Regions from separate parts of the Triticum aestivum genome. Here region 2 is linked to region 1. Evidence: chromatin contacts called from public Hi-C data. All regions are on one chromosome and are shown on one strand. The core of a region is the stretch at or near the end of the contact, and the rest is flanking DNA. Distances in the headings are between cores, read along the strand shown. Region 1 holds the start of LOC543200 (stem-specific protein TSJT1). Region 2 holds the start of LOC123103047 (cation/calcium exchanger 5).

The links. Hi-C and Micro-C count contacts between places; a contact is called where the count stands out from the background.
Region 2: a Hi-C map of leaf shows a contact between it and region 1, with 7 times the contacts expected there. The contact joins the promoter of LOC123103047 here to the promoter of LOC543200 in region 1. A contact is called at or near these places in 2 of 5 Hi-C or Micro-C datasets (both in leaf) and 1 of 1 datasets of contacts at active chromatin or transcription factors (leaf).

What each region holds. Positions count from the first base shown.
Region 1 is chr5A:302,163,729-302,169,307 of IWGSC CS RefSeq v2.1, reverse strand. LOC543200 (stem-specific protein TSJT1) reads left to right here and starts at 4,234. Exons shown (of 4, transcript XM_044524536.1): 1 at 4,234-4,541. The coding sequence starts at 4,339.
Region 2 is chr5A:302,896,908-302,902,037 of IWGSC CS RefSeq v2.1, reverse strand. LOC123103047 (cation/calcium exchanger 5) reads left to right here and starts at 2,970. Exons shown (of 2, transcript XM_044524537.1): 1 at 2,970-3,872. The coding sequence starts at 3,162.

The DNA.
Region 1 (5,579 bases), core at 2,985-5,484:
GCTCAAGTTGCTTGAAATTCATGATCTATGTTCTAAGGGAAATAATTTTTGCGGGCGGAAAATACTTAGTAATGAAAGCATCTTTGCACTTATTCCAAGAATCGAAACTATGGCGAGGCAACAAAGAAAGCCAAATTTTTGCATGATCTCACAAAGAAAATGGAAATAATTTCAACTTCACAACATCATTGTCCACATCTTCTTTCTTTTACATATAGCATAATTCCACGAATGTGTTAAGATGGGACGCGGCATCCTCATTAGGAGTACTGAAAATTGATCTTTCATAACAAGATTCAGCAAAGCGGTATTAAAATCACAATACTCCGCACTAGTGGCGGGAGGAGCAATCAAAGTGCCAATAAAATCATTGTTGTTGGTATTGGAGAAATCACACAACTTGGTGTTCTCCTGAGTCATTGTGACTACGCAACAAGATTGCACTCAAAAGCAGATCCGGCAAGAAAACGGCGAACGAAAAAGAGGGTGAATAAAACATCAACTTTTGTGAAGTGGGGGAGAGGAAAACGAGAGGCAAATGGCAGATAATGTAAATTTCAAGGAGATGAGATTTGTGATTAGGAACCTGGAAGATGTTGATGATGTCTTCCCGACAATGGCGCCAGAAATTCCTTTTGATGTCAACTAGAACTACGTCGGTATTTCCCCAAAGAGAAAGGGATGATGCAACACAGCGACGGTAGGTATTTTCCTCAGTGATGAGACTAAGGTTATCGAACCAGTAGGAGAACCAAGAAACACTACGTAAACAAAACCTGCACACAAATAACAAATACTCGCAACCTGGCGTGTTAAAGGGGTTGTCAATCCCTTTCGGGTAACGGCGCCAGAAATTGGCAAACGGACGTGAGAAAGTTGTAATAATTTGATAGATAGATCGCTGGGGAACGCAAGATAAAAATAAATAAGAATAAATTGCAGCAAAATATTTTTGTATTTTTGGTTTAATAGAAAATAAAAGCAAATAAAAATATATCGCAAAGGCAAATATAATAAAGAAGAGACCCAGGGCCATAGGTTTCGCTAGTGGCTTCTCTCGAGAAAAGTAGCAAACGGTGGGTGAACAAATTACTATTGGGCAATTGATAGAACTTCAAATAATCATGACGATATCCAAACAATGATCATTATAGATGCATCGCGTCCAAGATTAGTAGGCCGACTCCTGCCTGCATCTACTACTATTACTCCACACATCGACCGTTATCTAGCATGCATCTAGTGTATTAAGTTCATAGGGAAAGGGAGTAATGCAATAAGAATGATGACATGATGTAGACAAGATCTATTTATGTAGAAATAGACCCCATCTTGTTATCCTTAATGGAAACAATATATACGTGTCGGTTCCCCTTCTGTTATTTGGATCAAGCATCGTAAGATCAAACCCATCACAAAGCACCTTTTCCCATTGCCCTCACCACTTTCCTTTCCCTAGGGCTGGCCGGCCTGGTGGAGGAGCGCACCAGCCCCTTGTGAGCTGGTCTGTGCCTCCCTTCACCCATTAAGCCCATATCTTTGCTGAGGGATTCCGGAACCCCTTCTGGTGACCCTATATGTACCCGATACCCTCCGGAACACTTCCGGTGTCCGAATACCATTGTTCTATATAGCAATCTTTACCTCTCGGCCATTTCGAGACTCCTCGTCATGTCCGTGATCTCATTCGGGACTCCGAACAGCATTCAGTCACCAAATCACATAACTCATATAATACTGTATCGTCATCGAATGTTAAGCGTGCGGACCCTATGGGTTCAGGAACTATGTAGACATGACTGAGACACCTCTCTGGTCAATAACTAGTAGCGGAACCTAGATGCTCATATTGGCTCCTACATATTCTACGAAGATCTTTATCGGTCGAACCGTTATGACAACATACGTTATTCCCTTTGTCCATCGGTATGTTACTTGTCTGAGATTCGATCGTTGGTATCTTCATACCTAGCTCAATATCGTTACCAGCAAGTCTCTTTACTCGTACATCATCCTGTAACTAACTCATTAGTCATTTTGCTTGCAAGGCTTCTTATGATGTGCATTACCGAGAGGGCCCAGAGATACCTCTCCGATACTCGAAGTGGCAAATCCTAATCTCGATCTATGCCAACCCAACAAACACCTTCAGAGATATCTGTAGAGCATCTTTATAATCACCCAGTTACGTTGTGACGTTTGATAGCACACAAGGTATTTCTCCGATATCCGGGAGTTGCGTCATCTCATAGTCGAAGGAATATGTATTTGACATGAAGAAAGCAATAGCAATAAAACTGAATGATCAATATGCTAAGCTAACAGATGGGTCTTGTCCATCACATCATTCTCCTAATGATGTGATCCCATTATCAAATGACAACTCATGTCCATGGTTAGGAAACCTTAACCATCTTTGATCAACGAGCTAGTCAAGTAGAGGCTCACTAGGGATATAGTGTTTGCCTATGTATTCACACATGTATTAAGGTTTCCGAACAATACAATTCTAGCATGAATAATAAACATTTATCATGAATAAGGAGATATAAAATAACAACTTTATTATTGCGTCTAGGGCATATTTCCTTCAAGTGTAGCCCTATTGCGTATGGGTGTAGTTGCCGGACTTGGTGGGATTTGAGTCTCCCACTTGCCCTTCCTCATAGCCACATCCTCCTCTGCCTCTATCGTGGATGATGTCGAACATCTGTCTCCCCCCTGTCATCGTACGCCTTCATCCCCGCTTAAGGCATAGCATCGAACAACGTGCGGTCACCCATCTACTCCCCACCCATGCCTAGCCGAGCAGCGGCGAAGAATACTCCAAGAAGAGCAGCAACACCGCACTTACGTCGATGATGTAAGGCACTTGCCCGGAGGCGGTTGTTGTGGACTACCTACCAAGCTGGTTGGCGGTGTAGAAGTACGGAGCCTTGTAATGCTTTGGCCATGGCGGTGTCTGTATGGTGGGGGCCACCATCGGACCAGCACGACCCAGGCCGCGACCTCCACCGTGTCCGCAACCGGCATGATCACCGCCACATACGCCACCAACATGCCCTCCGCCGGCATTCTGCTTCTTGAGCACTTCCTCCTTTGCGGTCTTCACTTTGATGCGACGTTTTTGCCACGTTGCCGAGTTGATCTTTCGGGCAAGCGTGATGGTCGGATCCTCCAATGCAACCACCTTTCCGGCAGATTCCCTTCGGTTTCATGGGTCGACGGTGGTTTGGAAGATGAGAGTGGGATAAAAAGGCGGGAATTGGATGGAGAGCAGCGGGATGAAAGAAGAGAGGGAGGCTTTTGGCACAAAAATAATGCGCGCAGCTACAAAGGCGTGGGGCTCCGCTTCTTGGGGTGGGCCAATCGTCTGACGTGTCTCGTCTTCCGACTACTGCAAAGTCCCACGTTTAGTTTTGATTCACGGGAATATCATGGCCCGGACTGCTATGCGGACGGATGAAAGTCAGTGTTGGATGTCTTCCCGAGTTCAGATAGCTACATCCGGACGGATACTATCGATTTGAGGGTCGGCGGTCGAGGTGCGTTTCCGCATGCCAACGAAAACCACGCGCGTCACCCACACGATACCTCACGGCCACGCAACGCGACGGAAGCAAAGGAGGCACCCCCATCGCCCGTCGCCATCCACCCGCGCACGGCTTCATCCGTCACCCCCTCGGCCCCTCCTCACCCGCACCGCACACGCTGGCACACGCCTCCGGGTTTTGGCCGAACCCGCAGATAATGCTCGCCAGGACGAGGTCCCTCCCGTCCGTTTCTTCTCCTCGATGCGGGCTGCCCCGGGGTTGTCCACACGAGAGCGCACCTTTGCTGCAGAAAAAATGATATAAACTTGCAGCCCATCGTTTCTATATTCCCCACGGCAGCACCAAAGTTCCAACTTTGCTTCAGGAAAATCTGCCTTCGTGTCCAATATGTGCACTCTCGTACGCGAACTCGTGCGGGTTAGACGGTAAGACACGATTAGTAGAGCAGTACGTGCCGGCAGAAAGAGGGCGTCGACGCATGACACCTCCATGTGCACGAGATGCGTCCGCAGTAAGCTTAACCAAAAGGAAGTCCGGCCACGGTTTACCGTAAAATTAAATTAAGCACACAAGGAAAGATACGTACGCTGTGTGGGCCCCAGGTGGTTAAGCAAACCAGGGGCCCTGCGCCTGGGTTCTGCCACTCTCCCGGGCCTATATAACCAGCGCCTCCCCCTCCTCCCTTTCACCCGTCCAACTATCCAAGGACTGAGGAAGGCCACAATCAGCAACTGACCCTGTAATACCTTACCTAGCTAGCTAGGTGTAGTTTGCTTGAGCCAAGATGTTGGGGGTGTTCAGCGGCGAGGTGGTGGAGGTGCCGGCGGAGCTGGTGGCGGCCGGGAGCCGGACGCCGTCGCCCAAGACGCGGGCGTCGGAGCTGGTGAAGCGCTTCCTCGCCGGCGCCGAGCCCGCCGTGTCCGTGGAGCTGGGATCGCTGGGCAACCTCGCCTACTCCCACGCCAACCAGTCCCTCCTCCTCCCAAGGTAATAACAATACACCGTCTTTGCGGCTTAATCTACTCGGAGAGAGCAAGCTTCTCTTCCTTGAATACTCGCAGGATCCATGGATTCGAGATCGATTGATCTCTGTGCATGCATATAGATCTTTTATCGAGCGAAACGGACGGTTGATTGATCGTATAGATCGTTTGTTCCACTTTTCCTTAGAAACAGAGCCACTTGCTCTGCTTTTGTTCTGTAGTTAGTGATGAAGCTTCGTGATGGTGAGGTTAGCAGGTAGCCACGGTCCAGGTGCTACGGTACAGTGTCAAAAACGTTACCGCCACATACACCTGCCATGTCTCTCGCATGCTGCGGATGACTTTTAGCGCCCGCCTAGATGATAAGGTGGGCTCTACTAGTCACAATCATATCACACCACCTCACACGGCAGTATGTATTGGTTGTAACAGAGGGAGTAGCTAATAAGCACCGTGGTTTCCGATAATAATTTCCATATGGGACGCGTCTCGTTGTGATATCAATAATCCGACAATTTCCTGTCCTTATTAGAAGGGCGGTGTTGCTTTCCGAAGACTAAAGCAAGCAATAATGCAACCTTCGCAGTCCATTCCATTAGGTGATGGTCCTAGCCGCCAACCTAGTTTCCTAGTTTCCCCTCAAAAAAAACTTAGTTTCCTAGTTTATCGCTTGTAGTGGTATCTCACTGGCCTAGTTCGCGCCTCGTGATCGCGACAGAGAGTTATACGTTGATGAATATTGCTCGCCACAAAAAAATTACTCCCTCCGTCCCATATAAGTGCATTTTTTGACACTATGCTTTTTATATTATGGGATGGAGGGAGTAGTTTCTGGCCGCGTTTGGAATACACAATTTCTTTTTACTCGGATATCACGGATCTTGGGGCAATTGACCCTTTTCTCAACATGAAATTCCTGCCTCCCAGTTGGGGCCCGGGATATTTTTCAGTTTTGTTCATCTACCCTACGTGTAATGGTAGGTGGCAGTGTAAAGAAAAAATCAATCAAAAACAAAAAGACGTCGATTGCTATGTTGGCATA
Region 2 (5,130 bases), core at 1,721-4,220, 730 kb before region 1:
TTCGTTCACCGGCGATCCACAATGACTCTTGGATGCTCAGAACGCGACGCCTAACCGGCTGGAGGATCCACAGTCCTTAAGTGTAATAAGTCTTTAGATTACATAGACAGGAAGACTTCAGTGATGCCTAACACTCTTTGGCTCTGTGTGTTTAGGGCTTTGTCCTCGCAAGGATTTCTCTCTCAAAGGCTTCAAGGTGGGTTGCTCTCAAACGACAAAAGTCGTGCACTAACTCTGAGCAGCCAGCCAATTTATGGTGTAGGGGGTGGGCTATTTATAGCCACTAGGCAACCCGACCTGATTTGTCCGAAATGACCTTGGGTCACTAAGGAACTGACACGTGTTCCAACGGTCAGATTTCAAACACACACGACAACTTTACTTGAGCTACAAGCAAAGCTGACTTATCCAGCTCTGGATAAGATTTGCTCTCATTGTCTTCGCTTGAAGACATAGGATTTGGGTTAAGCATCACTTTAGTCATTCTGACTGGTTCACTTGGACCCCACATAATAGTACGGTGGTTTCTATGACTCAACAAAGAAGAAAACGAAACAACGAAACAACTAAGTCTTCGCGCTCCATAGTCTTCACACAATGTCTTCTCTTGTCATAGTCTTCAATGTGAATACCTTCATATACCACCTTTGTCTTCCATGTCTTCATACATTTTTAGGGGTCATCTCCGGTAGGTAAACTGAATCAGTGAGGGACTACTACCTGTGTTGTCCTGCAATTCTCACAAACACATTAGTCCCTTAACCAGGTTTATCGTCAATACTCCAAAACCAACTAGGGGTGGCACTAGATGCACTTACACATCTTCTGTGTAACCTCCTTGCCGCCGCCACCCAGAAGAGGTGGTTTCGCCATGCACGCGTCACCTAGGGCCCCCTAGATCAGTGAACTCCCCCCTGAAGGGGGCACCGCACCGCACCGCACACTGTTGAGGGAGAGTTTTGTCAGCACGATGACGTGATGACGGTGATGATGTTATACCGACGCAGGGCTTTGCCTAAGCACCGCTACGATATGACCGAGGTGGAATATGGTGGAAGGGGGCACCGCACACGGCTAAGGAACGATCACGAAGATCAACTTGTGTGTCATGGGGTACCCACTGCCCCCGTATATAAAGGAGGGAGGGGGGAGGTGCGGCCGGCCCCTTGGGGTGCGCCTGGAGGAGTCCTACTCCCACCGGGAGTAGGACTCCCCCCTCTTGCCTTGTTGGAGAAGGAAAGGGGAAGGGGGAAAGAGGAAAGGGGGGCGCCACGCCCCTTCCTTGTCCTATTCGGACTAGGGGGGAGGGGGCACGCGGCCTGCCCTGGCCGGCCCTCCTCTTCTCCCTTAGGGCCCATGTAGGCCCATTAACCCTCGGGGGGTTCCGGTAACCCCCCGGTACTCTGGTAAAATCCCGATTTCACCCGGAACGATTCCGATATCCAAATATAGGCTTCCAATATATTAATCTTTATGTTTCGACCATTTTGAGACTCCTCGTCATGTCCGTGATCACATCCGGAACTCCGAACAACCTTCGGTACATCAAAACACAAAAACCCTAATTACGATTATCACCGAACTTTAAGCGTGCGGACCCTACGGGTTCGAGAACTATGTAGACATGACCGAGACACGTCTCCGGTCAATAACCAATAGCGAAATCTGGATGCTCATATTGGCTCCTACATATTCTACGAAGATCTTTATCGGTCAAACCGCATAACAACATACGTTGTTCCCTTTGTCATCGGTATGTTACTTTCCCGAGATTCGATCGTCGGTATTCCAATACCTAGTTCAATCTCGTTACCGACAAGTCTCTTTACTCGTTCCGTAATACATCATCTCACAACTAACTCATTAGTTGCAATGCTTGCAAGGCTTATGTGATGTGCATTACCGAGAGGGCCCAGAGATACCTCTCCGACAATCGGAGTGACAAATCCTAATCTCGAAATACGCCAACCCAACAAGTACCTTCGGAGACACCTGTAGAGCACCTTTATAATCACCCAGTTACGTTGTGACGTTTGGTAGCACACAAAGTGTTCCTTCGGTAAACGGGAGTTGCATGATCTCATAGTCATAGGAACATGTATAAATCATGAAGAAAGCAATAGCAACATACTAAACGATCGTGTGCTAAGCTAACGGAATGAGTCATGTCAGTCACATCATTCTCCTAATAATGTGATCCCGTTAATCAAATGACAACTAATGTCTATGGTTAGGAAACATAACCATCTTTGATCAACGAGCTAGTTAAGTAGAGGCATACTAGTGACACTCTGTTTGTCTATATATTCACACATGTATTATGTTTCCGGTTAATATAACTCTAGCATGAATAATAAACATTTATCATGATATAAGGAAATAAATAATAACTTTATTATTGCCTCTAGGGCATATTTCCTTCAAAAGCACCGAAGAGCAATTTTATAGGTGGCGCCTTTTTTTGAGAGAATTTAGAGCATCTCCAACAGACGCGGGCTAGCGCGACGCGCTAAAAAAAGTATACAACCCCGAAATAGCGCTTTTGCGCGCGGGAGGTTTACCAGACGCACAAAACCACAGCGCCCAACCTGGCGGACCCACACGCAGCTGCCCGCGCGCTCAAGCCGGCGCCCCAAATTTGTAGCTACGCTGCCCGCGTGCACTAAATTTGCAGCTTCGTTTTTGTGCGTGCTTTATTTTACAGCTTCTGCTGAAGCGTTATTTTTAATCACGCACGCGCTATATAGAAATCTTTTTCAGCACGCGCCTTATGTAGCGCGTCTGTTGGAGATGCTCTTGGCAGGTGGTGCCTTAAGCGCTAAATAGAAATTGGGCAACAAATTGCATTCTTTGGAGTTTGGACCATATAAACATACAACGGCCCGCCTTGCATATAACCCCATCGTGGGCCAGTCCGCTCGTCCACGCGTGCTGCATTTCCACGTTCTCCGCGGAACGGGACCCACCACCACTAAGTTCGGCATCGGCCACTCCGCCTGCCTTGGTGCTGGTGGTGGGATTCGCCCAACGCGTCGGGCGTCGGCGTCCGTGCCGATCCCACTCACTGTCGGCCATCTCCACCGAAATCCCCCACCTCCCTTCCTTGCGCCAGCCATTACTTCACCACCGCCGCGCGGGAGCATCGGCAGCTAGCGCATGGCATGGCCTCCCTCCCATACACCGCCGCCGCCTGCGCCTCCGTCAGAGCCGACCCCGCCCCGGGACTCCTCAACTACGCAGCCGTCCACTCCTGCCTCCTGCGAGCCGACCGCCGCCTCTCCCTCCCCGTCCTCGCGCTCCTCCTCCTCCTCCACTTCCGCTTCCTCGCCGTGGCCGCGGGGGCCCACTTCTCCCCCGCCGTCTCCCGCCTCGCGTCCCGCCTCCGCCTCTCCCCTTCCATGGCCGCCGTTACGCTCCTCGCGCTCGGAAACGGCGCCCCAGATGCGTTCGCTTCCGCCGCCGCGCTACGCGGCGAGGGCGGGCTGCCCCGGGCCGGGCTGGCTGCCATCCTCTCCGCGGGCGCCTTCGTGTCCGCGTTCGTCGTCGGCGCCGTCTCCCTTATCGCCGCGCCCTTCGCTGTCCCGCCGGCTTCATTCACGCGCGACGTCTTCTTATACCTCGTCGCCGCGTCGGCGCTTTTCTACATCTACCTCAGCGCTGAGATATTCCTGTGGCAGGCCGTCGGGCTCGTGCTCTTCTATGTCTTCTTCGTCGGCTTAGTGTTTTATATGGATTTGGGCGCGGCGGGAAAGGCAGTCAGCTCTGCCGAGCCGGAGATAGCGAATGGCATGAGCCGCGGGGCGATGGACTTGCCAGTCTCAGTGGAGCATCAGAAGCAACGCAAAGCTAGTTTGTGGACGGTGCTCACCAAGGTACTATGAACGAAGCAATAGTTTATTCTTCTATTGAATATGTCCTGAAATTTGAGTAGACTGAGACAGCATTTCAGCAATTCTAGGCAATTGGTCTCTTTGGTAGCAGTGTCTTCGACAAGAAAATACTCATTTAAACTGTTGAATACTTGGTTTGTTTATTTGCAGCTGTTGTCAGTGGGGTGAGTTGACTTTATCCTTTTGATGGATTACCTTAAGCGTTTGTTCTGAACTGAGATTCTCAAGAAGAAAGAATATTAAGCACTTAGAAAAGTATTTAATCTGCTAGTTGGCCAGAAAAGTATTCATATTATAGCATGTACTCCCTCTGTCCCAAAATATAAGAACGTTTTTGACACTATGATAGTATCAAAAACGTTCTTATATTTTGGGACAGAGGGAGTAGTTCACTTGTAGTTTAGGATGTTGCATTCTATTTGATTTTTGTAATATTGATAGGATCAGCAAGTCTAGCACATAATCCCTTGCATGAAAGGTTGCTGAAGTGATAAAAATAAGGATGCTCATCACTTACTCATTTTCTTCACTCTTTCCTGCAGTGACTTAGTTGATTCACTTGTGTATTTTGGAGTGTTGCATTGTACTTATTTTTTTATATATAAAGGCAGTAAGTCTATCATATCCAGTCCATTACATTTGCAAAGTTGGTGAAGTTACCAAAGTAAGCATGATAATCACATACCCACTTTCTTTCACTCTTTCCTGTAGCTGCTTAGTTATTTACTGCTAAGTTCAAAACATTGCGTTCATTACATAAAGAATATACTCCTAAAACTGTACAAATCCAAGCACCTTACCTAGCCATGCACCTGTGGCATGACCAAAGTTAACTTTGCCAATAATGGCTGCAGCTGCAGCGGACGAACTATTCCAACAATCTGTCCTGGCTGTTTGGACATTTCTGATTCATATCTATAGTTGTGAAGGGTAACTGTTGCATGGGCAGATTAGGGTTTTGTTTGGAGCGTAAGATGGGCACTGTGTTAACGTCTTTTCTGTATCTTTTCGTTTGAGAAGACTAGATTTTATTCATTTCAATGAAATCATACACAAGTGAACAGACAGTAAAAGTTAAAGCATATTGGTGAATTATAATCTTCATTTTTCCACTGCAATGAGAGATAACCGAATTTGTTCTATGACCATTGCCTGGGGTTTTCTTAGCCTAGGTAGCGAACACTTTTAACTCTTACCAATCAGTTTGCAACCTAAGATAGCTTTAGCAAGGCTAAATTTT